Linked DNA regions of Mus musculus: region 2 is linked to region 1. A link is a contact called in public HiChIP or PLAC-seq data. All regions are on one chromosome and are shown on one strand. The core of a region is the stretch at or near the end of the contact, and the rest is flanking DNA. Distances in the headings are between cores, read along the strand shown.

Region 1 (5,015 bases), core at 836-3,335:
CCTGTAGTCAGCCAGAACGAGCCAAACAATTCTTGGCAGAAACAAATCAATACAAGACAACTCTACAAAGTTTATGGCACATGGAATTTTGCAAGCCTACAAGTAAAAGAAACAAAGATAATATTTCCCATAGGGCATCTAGACACTCGAATTCATCAGCTAAGCACAGACTTACCTCCCAGACAACCTGGTGACATTTAAGTCACTTCTATGCATGAAGGGTTTCTCACAAGCACCATGAAGCTTCCCAGCTAGCTAGCTGCCTAAGGACTGTCTATCGCAGTCCTCATGCCACAGAGGAAATCCTGTCACTTGCCTGTATTTTTCAGGAGGGTGGGGGGAGTCTGGGCTCCTCATCTACAGAACCACCCTCAGCCACAGTCTCCTCCAGACCACTTGACAGATACAGTGAGGCCTTTCTGGCCCATGGATCCAGAAACATCAGTGGCTTCTCTGGTTCTCTAGATCACAGACCACTTCAGTAGACTCCTTTTATAAGAGACATAGAAGGAGGAGATTTCAGCATGGGCTACTCAACAATTCAATCCACACTCACCACTACCCAGTCTGACCTGCCAAACACCTCATTAGTGTCATTAATTTTGTCCGTTTATGACTGACACAGGGATGGACTGAGGGCAAGATGAAGGTCGTAGGATCAAGTCTGCTCTGGTGAGGGAATACTGATTAGCACAATGCATGATAATAAAAAGCAAAACAGCTCCATGGAACCCTCACCGTATTCTGAGTGCACACACCTGTATGGATTCATGTGTTTTTGTGTGGTATACATGAAGGTGTGTGCAGCTGTGCCTGGCCATGTGTCCAAGTGTAAAGGTCAAAGATCAATATTAGATGTCCTCCTCTATTGCTTGTTGGTTTATTTTTTTGATATGGAGTCTCTTATTGAGCCTCAAACTTAACCATATCCACTAGAACAGGTAGTCAGCTAGGGATCGGCCTATCTGCCTGCTGAATTCTGTGATGATAAACACACATTGCAGATTTTACATGGATACTGGGGACCCAAACTCAGATCCTTCCACTTGTGCAGCAAGCACTTTACTGACAGAGCCATCTGTTCAGCTCCTTCACTGTTGCTTTGGTACCCTCTAGAACATTCTGTGGTTGCTTCTCTTCTGCCACTATGATATGCCACTGTTCTTGGTTAACTTGAACACAGATGTGTTTCAACATGAGACCCTCCAAGGTTGACATCTGTCCTGTCCATACACCAGTAATGTAATGAATGTAAGTGACAGGATTGTCATTCAGTTTCTGGATGTTATGGGTGGGGCACATACATCATCAAGAGCCAATTTGTAGAATCACTTCTACTTTTGATAGATTCCTCTTCAGGATGATGGGAGTAAATAGAGACTGGTAGGGTGGGGGTCATAGATTGGTCGTATATCTACAGGGAATGGATGAGAACTGTATGTAAGCCAAAGGGTCCAATCACCAGTAGGAAGCAGGCAGGGAGGTCTGTTGTAAAACTGTACCCAGACTTGACATATGGAGAGTAAAAGGTAACAGTAATGAGAAAGGGGAGTCCCAACACATCCCTGATCTTGACTTGGATTTAAGTCCCTGCATTTTCTAGTTCTTTCAGTGAGAAATGGGGCAGACACGATCCCTCCCAACAAAAAAGGAAACCTCTGACTGTGTGTACTTTCCACCTGTGCAAACAGAGCACAGAGGAGAGTACTTGACATGGGCTGCACAGCAATGACACGTGGAGCGGGGATTTAAACCCAATTTCATCTGACTCCCAAAGTGTCTTCCTGCCCAGCAACATGCTGACCTCTTATCGGAGCCATCTTGCTTTGTGGCAGAAAACAGGGACTCAAAATAAAGTATTCCCTCCACAGGGACATATGGTTCTAGTCCCTTCGACCCATCAGCACCTGAACAAGCTGCTCTGTACATCTAAGACTCATGGTTTCTTACTATGAACTCTGACCCACTCGCACCTTACTGTTAAGGGTCCTTAAGGTTCATCAAAGTCAAGTACAAAACAAAGTCAAGTACAAAACGTGCCTAGAAGCACTTGACATACTGATCATCAGCAGTCTTTCACTTCCTTCTTCTGCTTCAAGCTTCTTTTCAGCTCCTCTAAGTAAGGCAGGCACAGTAAAAAGGAACTCAGAAGGCCATGACAGGCTTGTTGGTTCCCACATGACACATAAGACACACACAACTAGAACAAGCAAAGAGGAACATGAAATCATAACTTAACCAGCACACAGACAAAACGTGTGCTTACCTTGCAGAAAAAAAAAATGTAGTCAAATAAGCAACAGAAACCTGTAGGAACAACTGTGTTTTCAGCCCTTCAACTATGTTGAATTAATTCACATTTGTATGATCAGCACCTTGATATTCATAATTTATCACCTTGCTGTACAGGAATAGGTTTATTATGAATATCTGAGCACCTTTGGCCAGTCTTCTAAACTGTTATCTCTTCCAGTATGTCGTACTAAGAAACTAACATAGATTTGGCAGTAGATGATGTGAATCTCTTAGCAGATTAATTTCAGAAAGAAAATTCATGTCTTCAGAAAGGAAACTCTTTCTATAATTAAGTTAGCCACCACACCAAACCTCCATGGCATCTTCTAAGCCATCATCAGAGCAACAACTCAGATACAGGCAACATAAAACTCAAGAGTGTTGTATTCAGTCTCAAATGGCTGAGTACCAGAAAAGCCCAAAGACAACTCTATCAACTACAGCAGAAAATGCATGTCTGATCTGGGAATACCTGCGAGTCAAACATTCTTAGAACTCTTGCGCATTTAGGGAGTCCAAACATAATTCAGTGACCATGTGTTCTAAATACATTTAACACAGCTTTGAAAATGGTTAGGGAAACACATTTCATGAGTTGGGGAGATGATCCTGAGTCAACCGTTGGCTACAGAAGCACAAGGAGAAGAGTTCAGATTCCCAGAACCCTCTTCAAAGTCCTGGGAGGTGTGGTTCATATGTAACCTCAGCACATACTCAGGAGGTACATACAGGGTATCGCTGGGGCAAGCTGGCCAGCCCGATGAGCCACTACCAGGTTCAGTGGCAGACCCCACCGCAATAAAGTGGAGAGCCATAGAGATGCTTCTGTTGACCTGAGGCCGATCAGAGGGAATGCTGCCTACTGAGCATCACAGGATAAAAGACGAGAGAGAAAGGATGCCGAATCCACAGATCAAGTGACACATGAGGTCAGAGACACACAGAATAGGAATTCTGGGGAAGTCAAAGAACGCACTTATGCCACTCTGGCAAACACAATCCAAAACTATGACCGTGTCCCCTTAGACTCCAGTCCTACCACTGTGTACAGCACCCACCTAAGATGACATTCTCCACACTGTCCTCACGGCACCCAAGAGCTGGTTACTGCCATGCTCAACTCTCAAAGCTGGGGCTTAGGAATGCTTAGAAAACCTAGCTATGTTCTGCTGCTTGCAACCAATGGGATTGGGATTCAAACCAAAGGCTACCACACTCCAAATCTAGAAGACTAAGATAACGGAAAGGAGGAGAAAGAGAAGAGGAAGGGGGAGGGGAGGATCTCTGCTATGTAGAAGTGACACGTTTTGAATAAAGTATAAAGTTACCCAAACTGTTGAATTTAAAAAAAAAAAAAAATCACGTTACACACGGTCTTTGGTCTTGCAGCATTTTTATCCCGCTCAGGCTAAATTGGTCCTCACGACTGAGTGTAAATACTTTCTGGCTTCTACACCCAAAGGTCAGCACTAATTTTAGACTTTGGTCTCGGAGGGGGTGGGGGTGGGGCAAATGGCTAAGGAAAAATCTGGGAGGCCAAATGATACTGGCACAGCACTTCAAACAACGTCAAAGTGTTGGCCTCCTCCTGCCTCATAGGCCTGGGAGATCATGCCCCGTGGAAAAGGCAGGGGCTTGGAAGGAAGGGTGCGATTCGGAAGGTTTTCTTTTTGAGAGGATGCACACACTGCTCAGAAGTGATGTAAGTCTCTGTGATCCACGCCATCAGCTCAGGTTCACAGACTTACAGCCCGTCCTCTGTCATGGTCGGACACAGGCTGTGTGGCCATGGACACAGGAGCTTTTCCACTCTTCTCCCATAACTAGATTAGTGGAAGAGAGATTAGCACCTATCCCAGAGGTAGGCAGCATGGTCAAGGAGCCCACAGAGCCTGAGCCAACGGGAGATAATGTACCTGCTTAGCACACCTTACCGCAGCCTGATCCCACAGCATTGAACACCTGACTCGGATTCAGCTACTACTGTTCTTAGTAGTAACTGCAGCCATTGGTGCAGAGAAAGGCAATCAGATTTCCTCCCAGCATCCCACCCCCAACTAGAACTGGCAGGAAAGCTCTTTCCCCCTTCATGATGGGGCTCTAGAGAGATAGACCTGGGGCTAGCTGTATTCACATGAGGAAAAGGGAAGAGTGCAGAGACAGAGGGTGAACCTCTAGGCCCTGAGTCTCTTGTTTCAGTTCCAGATCTGAGGGTCAGGAAAAGCAGAGCCCCTATGGAACACATTTCTGATGGAGTTGTTTTGATTAGGGTTTTGCACTGTAAGGGAAAGGTAATGTGGGTGTTAACAGCTATTGGTATGATCTGAATAGAGACCAAAACTTCAACTGAAGAACTTCTTGGGTAGATCCATATTCAGAATATGAAGAAAAAAAAAAACTCAAAAAACAAAGAACACCTTTTACCAGGAAACATCTTCATTCTCCCTACAGGGTGCTCCTGGAAGGAGGATGAAATCACTTGCTTTTGGAAACATCTCCATTATTTCTACAGGGCACCTTGCCTTTGTAGTCACCTTATAGGCACTTAAGGCTCTTGTTCTGTGTTCACTAGGGCTCCCCAGGATGGTCAGGCATTTGACCTTAGAGCCACACTCCCAGCTTCACCTTACTCAATGCAAGCGCATCTTGTGTTTGCTATAATCTCTCCTGCTACCCATACCTGTTTCCAGGATTTTTCTTATAGCTATGCTTGTTGAAAT
Region 2 (5,015 bases), core at 1,654-4,153, 810 kb after region 1:
TGCAGTCTTGTTTTCATTTTAGAAACTTGGTAAATAATAGGTCCCCATTGTAGGTACTGCTAACCCTGTATACATCTTTAGAACATGTCAAATGTTCACAGTTGTGTATAGCAAATGAAAATTTAAATCAAGGTCAGTAAATGCTTCTCTATACAATGGTGGTGCTTATAAAGATATAGAAAATATCCAACAAGACGTAAATCAAATTAAATTACATGTCTCATTTAGTTTTCTAGAAACACTTGAAAGATAATAAATATCATTAAAAATACATCACAGGCCAATTACAAGCCTGCCTGACACCGGGGAAATTAATGTTTCTGCACAAGCTGCAGGGAACTTTAATTTATAGGAGGTCTGTGATAAAAGCCACTGCCAGCTTACCCTCTAACACCATCTTAATACCTCGACAATGCCATAAACTTTCACTCACAGGTCAAGTTGGTTTCTGTGTGTGTGTGTGTGTGTTGTGTATGTACATACACATTACCACAAATTGAATATGAACAATTCTTCCAACGAAATTTTGTATTTTCAGCAAACTTCCAAATATAAACCCATTCCTCACAGTCTCTTTAAGGACTAGTCATGGTGGGTGTGACTTCTCTGATGTCTCATGTCTCTGGGTGTCTGCTTGTCTGGGCCAATGGGAATGGAGCTCAAGGAGAGTGAAGGAATGGCAGTGGCAAGGAAAAGGGTGGAAGCTGTACATCTATGGGGTTGGGCGTCACAGTACTATCTATTGCTTCCATCTACCAAGACAACTTTCCCTCTGCCTCAGTGGCTCTGAGCTCCTTTCTGTTCTTTCTATATCCTGCTTCCAGTGCCCTTCTGAGTGTGAGTAGATTTTGAATTCTTGACATTAAGGAATTCAATCTGTAATACCAAGAGCCATACCTGCAACAGAGGCCTATCACCTCCCAAGCTTATTTGGATGTGAATGCTCGTGTACAACTCTTGCAGCCAATGACTTCTGCTTTTTGGAATACAGGAATTCAATAGTTGTGCATTACTGATACATCCCAATATCATTTCATACTGTGAAAAATGTGCCCTTGGTGTCATGGGCATCGGGTAAGAGAGGTTCCAGTAACACTTTTTGGCTTTCCAAGGTCATCCATGAAGAGCAGCTGTAACTTCTAATTTCCTACCAGGATAAACTCACCCGACCATCACTTTCCTAAGAGAGATACAAAAGAAGAGTATATGGCCGCTTTGCTTTCAGTGCTGACAGCCACAAGCTATAATTTTGCTCTCCACAAGAGCTACCTCTTTGTTCTGGGAGTGCTGGCAGATCTCTTTGGTTTATAAAAGCATCTGGAAGCTATGCCCGGGCTCAGGTCACTTTGTTTTGTTCTATGATTTTCATCTCAGGAGACCAATTTGGGGTGACTCTTATATTAAGACTACTTCATGCAGGTTTGCTTACAGAAAAAAAAACACAGCTACATCAAAATACTTAATAATAGTAACAATAGCTACTATCATAATGAGTTTACCATACATGGTCAATGTCATGGGCTATGATACACATTAAAACTGTCTCTCATTGAGAACGTATCTTAATTCTAGAAGAGATCATCACAGTTGAGCATTTTTCTCCAAACAGATGATCCATGGAGTCTGAAAACTGTGCAACCTAACCAGTAAATTGATGGAGGGGTTGGAATTTCAGTCCAGTTCACCTTGAAGACTCTGTCAACAATTGGGATTTTCAAAGGCCAAAATGTCAAAATTTATTTTCCTGTCGGAAAGATTCTAGAATAGATCTATAATTTTGGGTACTATTGCTGCTCACTTAGCAATTTTTTTTTAAAACAGTGTAGAGAATTAGAGGTCTGAACAGTGGCAAGAGGCCACTGGGTCCCTCAGGAAAGAGATTGTCAGGAATAGAAGACAAGAAATTATTTCTAGGAGTGCAAAGAAGAGAAGAGACAATGAAAATGTAGACTCAGGATTTCTGCAGTGAAGACGGATAATACCATGAAGAGCCACATTAGAAATTGCCACTAAGTGAGGGAATCTTGTATGTGTGTGTATGTATGGAGTATGGACATGCCCATGTAGGTATGTATATGTAAGCATGAGGGTGTGTGTGTGTGTGTGTGTGTGTGTGTGTGTGTGTGTGTTTGAGTACACAAGTACACACATACATTTGGAGGCAAGTAGTCAATATCAGGTGTCTTCGTCAACTGCTCTGTTTGAAAGAGTGTCTTTCCCTGAACCCCAAGGTCACCAAGCTGGCTCAATGAGCTCCAGTCTCTACTGCCACCATAACCTGGGTACTTACACTTACACGGTAAGCACTTTACTCGCTGAGGCATATGCCCAGCCCTTAAGGGAATCTTAAAAAAATTTTTTTCATATGATGAAGGATGTGGGATCATGACCTTGCTTCCCATGTGCTATGACCCCTCTCCTCTAACAAATGCCCATAGCGCACTCCAATAGACAGGAGCTTCTTTCCTGCATTATTTCTTGTCTTTCCCACAACAGTCAACCTTGAGGAAATGCTATTTATCCTGTTATGTTAATAGGCTCCCCTCCCAATCAATTCGGAGCCAGCCCTTCTGCAGCTCCCTGGCACCTATTTACCTTCCCTATTTCTGCCATCTATTTAGATTCCTCTATTTTGCCTTCACATACGCTCTTAGGTTGCATCAAGTTTCAAAGCACACTTCTCCTTTTTTGTGTGTGGACTGACTGAGTTCAGAAGTCCTGATCACTCCTGCTTCTTTGTTTTTTCTCAAAGTATCCTTTTGCAAATTTCATCCTGGCAATCCAGATTTGTTTTAATTCTGCTCCAGTCTCTTTACTTATTCGCCAAGCATCACCCTGTCCAATGATAGGGTGCTTGACTAATATGTGCAAGGCCTTGGGGTTGATCCCCAGTGCCACAAGAAAATGGAAGAAAAGCATTAGCACGTCTCTCCTGGGACTTCAGTTTGTACTTCCTTTTTGCTAACTAGCTCCTTACACAGAGGCCTAAATAGATTCCCCACTCTAATTGTTCCTTGCAATAAGCAGTAAGAGAAAAGGAGGGTCCATGACCAGGGAGGAGATGACTCACATTAGCCTACGAGTTATCCTTCGTAAGTACTCTAAAGCTCACCAGAATGAAAGCACAATAATGCAATGTACCATGATGAATGTAGGAAATCAGTGGATATCTCTCCAATTAGTGTCTTTGCCTATAGATTTCAGTTCCTAAAGTGCTCTCAGGCAACATTCCTAGGGAGAGGACAAACCGTCGTGCATACCCAAGCTATGCCAAACACTCAGAAATCATGCAGATTCATAATCCACAGGCCAGGAGCAATTTTAAAACAATAAATCATGGTTATTTTTAAAACTTCCACATTTGCTTCTGACTATACAGATGACAGACATAATAAGTGAAATTAATCATGAATTTGATCTTTCCAAATTAGACCATGAAACTGACAAAGGAAATGATAGTTTCATTAAGACTTCTTATATAGTAGATATCATATTAAGTAATCTTGATTAAAAGCTAAAAATAAACATACAAATGCAGCTTATGAGAAAATTATCAACCGAAGGGCAGCACACATACGATTCAAGGATGTAGGTTGACAGTGATGTTGCAATAAGTTTCATTTCTCCTGAACATTTCTCACAACACAGTACTGTCTAACCCAGTGGTTCTCAGCCCTCATGTTGGAACCTTTTAATAGAGTTCCTCAGTTTGTAGTGATCCCCCCAACACTATAAAATTATTTTCATTGCTACTTCATAATTGTATTTCTGCTACTGTTATGAATCATATTTTATATATCTAATATGCAGGATATCTGATATGTGACTCCTGTGAAAGGGTCCTTATCCCCCCAAGGGGTCATGACCCACAGGTACACTTCCTATGGTAACACAGACCCAAATATATGAAGTTGATTCTTGGTCAATGCATCTGGAAATTGTGAAAATAAGCTAATAATTTAAAAAATTAATTTAAAAAAATTTAAAAAATAATTTAAAAAATCCAATAGAGTCAATTACACAACTTTAACTAAATGTTGAAAGACGCAGAGTACACAAAAACTGAAAGGACACAGTTTGAAAAACATATAAGTCCTAGTTCTTCGTAAGTATTCTTGATTAATATGAAATTGAGCTAACTTTAAACTTGCCTCAGAGCAAAGATTGAATGTGGTGCCAATGCTCACATGATCATTACAAAGGAAAAAAATAAAAGAAAGAAAGAAATTGTGGAAATTACATCCAATTATCATCTTCCTTTCACTGTAATGTATAACAATAGTTAAGAGAATTTAAAGTCATCCCTTTTTTTTTCTTTTTTCTTTTTTTTTAAAATTCCCTAGCATGACATAAGTCTTCATGCAGGAATCCTGTCACTTGATTTGCGCCTTCTTTACCACCTCTTCAGGAGGCTCTGATGGCATTTACTGTTTCGAAGCTGAGATAAATGTTCAGTGGAAAGTTCCATTTGGGTGGGCTTCTACTAACCTGGGAATACACAGAAAAGGAGACGACTCATGCTTTTTGAGGCAAGCCCCACCTTATCCACACAGAATCTTGTGAACCTGGAGCACCAGTGAATCAACACATCCCAGATTTGTATTTACTGAGGAACCGTGTTACCAAACTTGCTTCTTAGATCATGACGGAAGCCCCTGTACCTCTGTGGCTTCAACTGAGTCACAGAGAGGAAGCCTGCACCACAGTTGTGTCCCCCTTCCCCCTTGCCCTTGGAAACAGCAATACTGAAAAATAATAATTTTACCTTTTTTTTTCATCTTTCAAACTATGCTCAGAAGGTACACATGTAATTCTAACACACGCTCTTAAGACAGACTGGGTGATAGGTGAACTTTTCTCAGAAGAGGAAACAGAAGTTTAGAGTGATTTAAATAATCTGCACATGAGTGCAGAGAGGGGAAAGAGTCGGAATGACCCGGAGGCACCCACCTCACGCGGCCTCCTCTAATTACTTATTTCATTTTCTTGGAGTCTGCTTTCCAAAATGAAAACCA

Evidence for each region. HiChIP or PLAC-seq counts read pairs in DNA pulled down with a chosen protein or histone mark.
Region 2: a contact with region 1 is called in an H3K27ac HiChIP or PLAC-seq map of microglia, with 4 times the contacts expected there. The contact joins two enhancer-like sites.

What each region holds. Positions count from the first base shown.
Region 1 is chr1:79,846,761-79,851,775 of GRCm38.p6, forward strand. All of the region lies in intron 1 of Serpine2 (serine (or cysteine) peptidase inhibitor, clade E, member 2), which reads right to left. Among named protein-coding and RNA genes, the nearest start is that of Serpine2, 9.4 kb to the right of the region's middle. Within about 2 kb of position 2,086, at least 31 of the 459 cell types and tissues checked have an H3K27ac peak or open chromatin away from gene starts, as enhancers often do. A contact at or near this core is called in microglia, where this site is marked.
Region 2 is chr1:80,657,003-80,662,017 of GRCm38.p6, forward strand. All of the region lies in intron 1 of Dock10 (dedicator of cytokinesis 10), which reads right to left. Among named protein-coding and RNA genes, the nearest start is that of Dock10, 99 kb to the right of the region's middle. Within about 2 kb of position 2,904, at least 61 of the 459 cell types and tissues checked have an H3K27ac peak or open chromatin away from gene starts, as enhancers often do. A contact at or near this core is called in microglia, where this site is marked.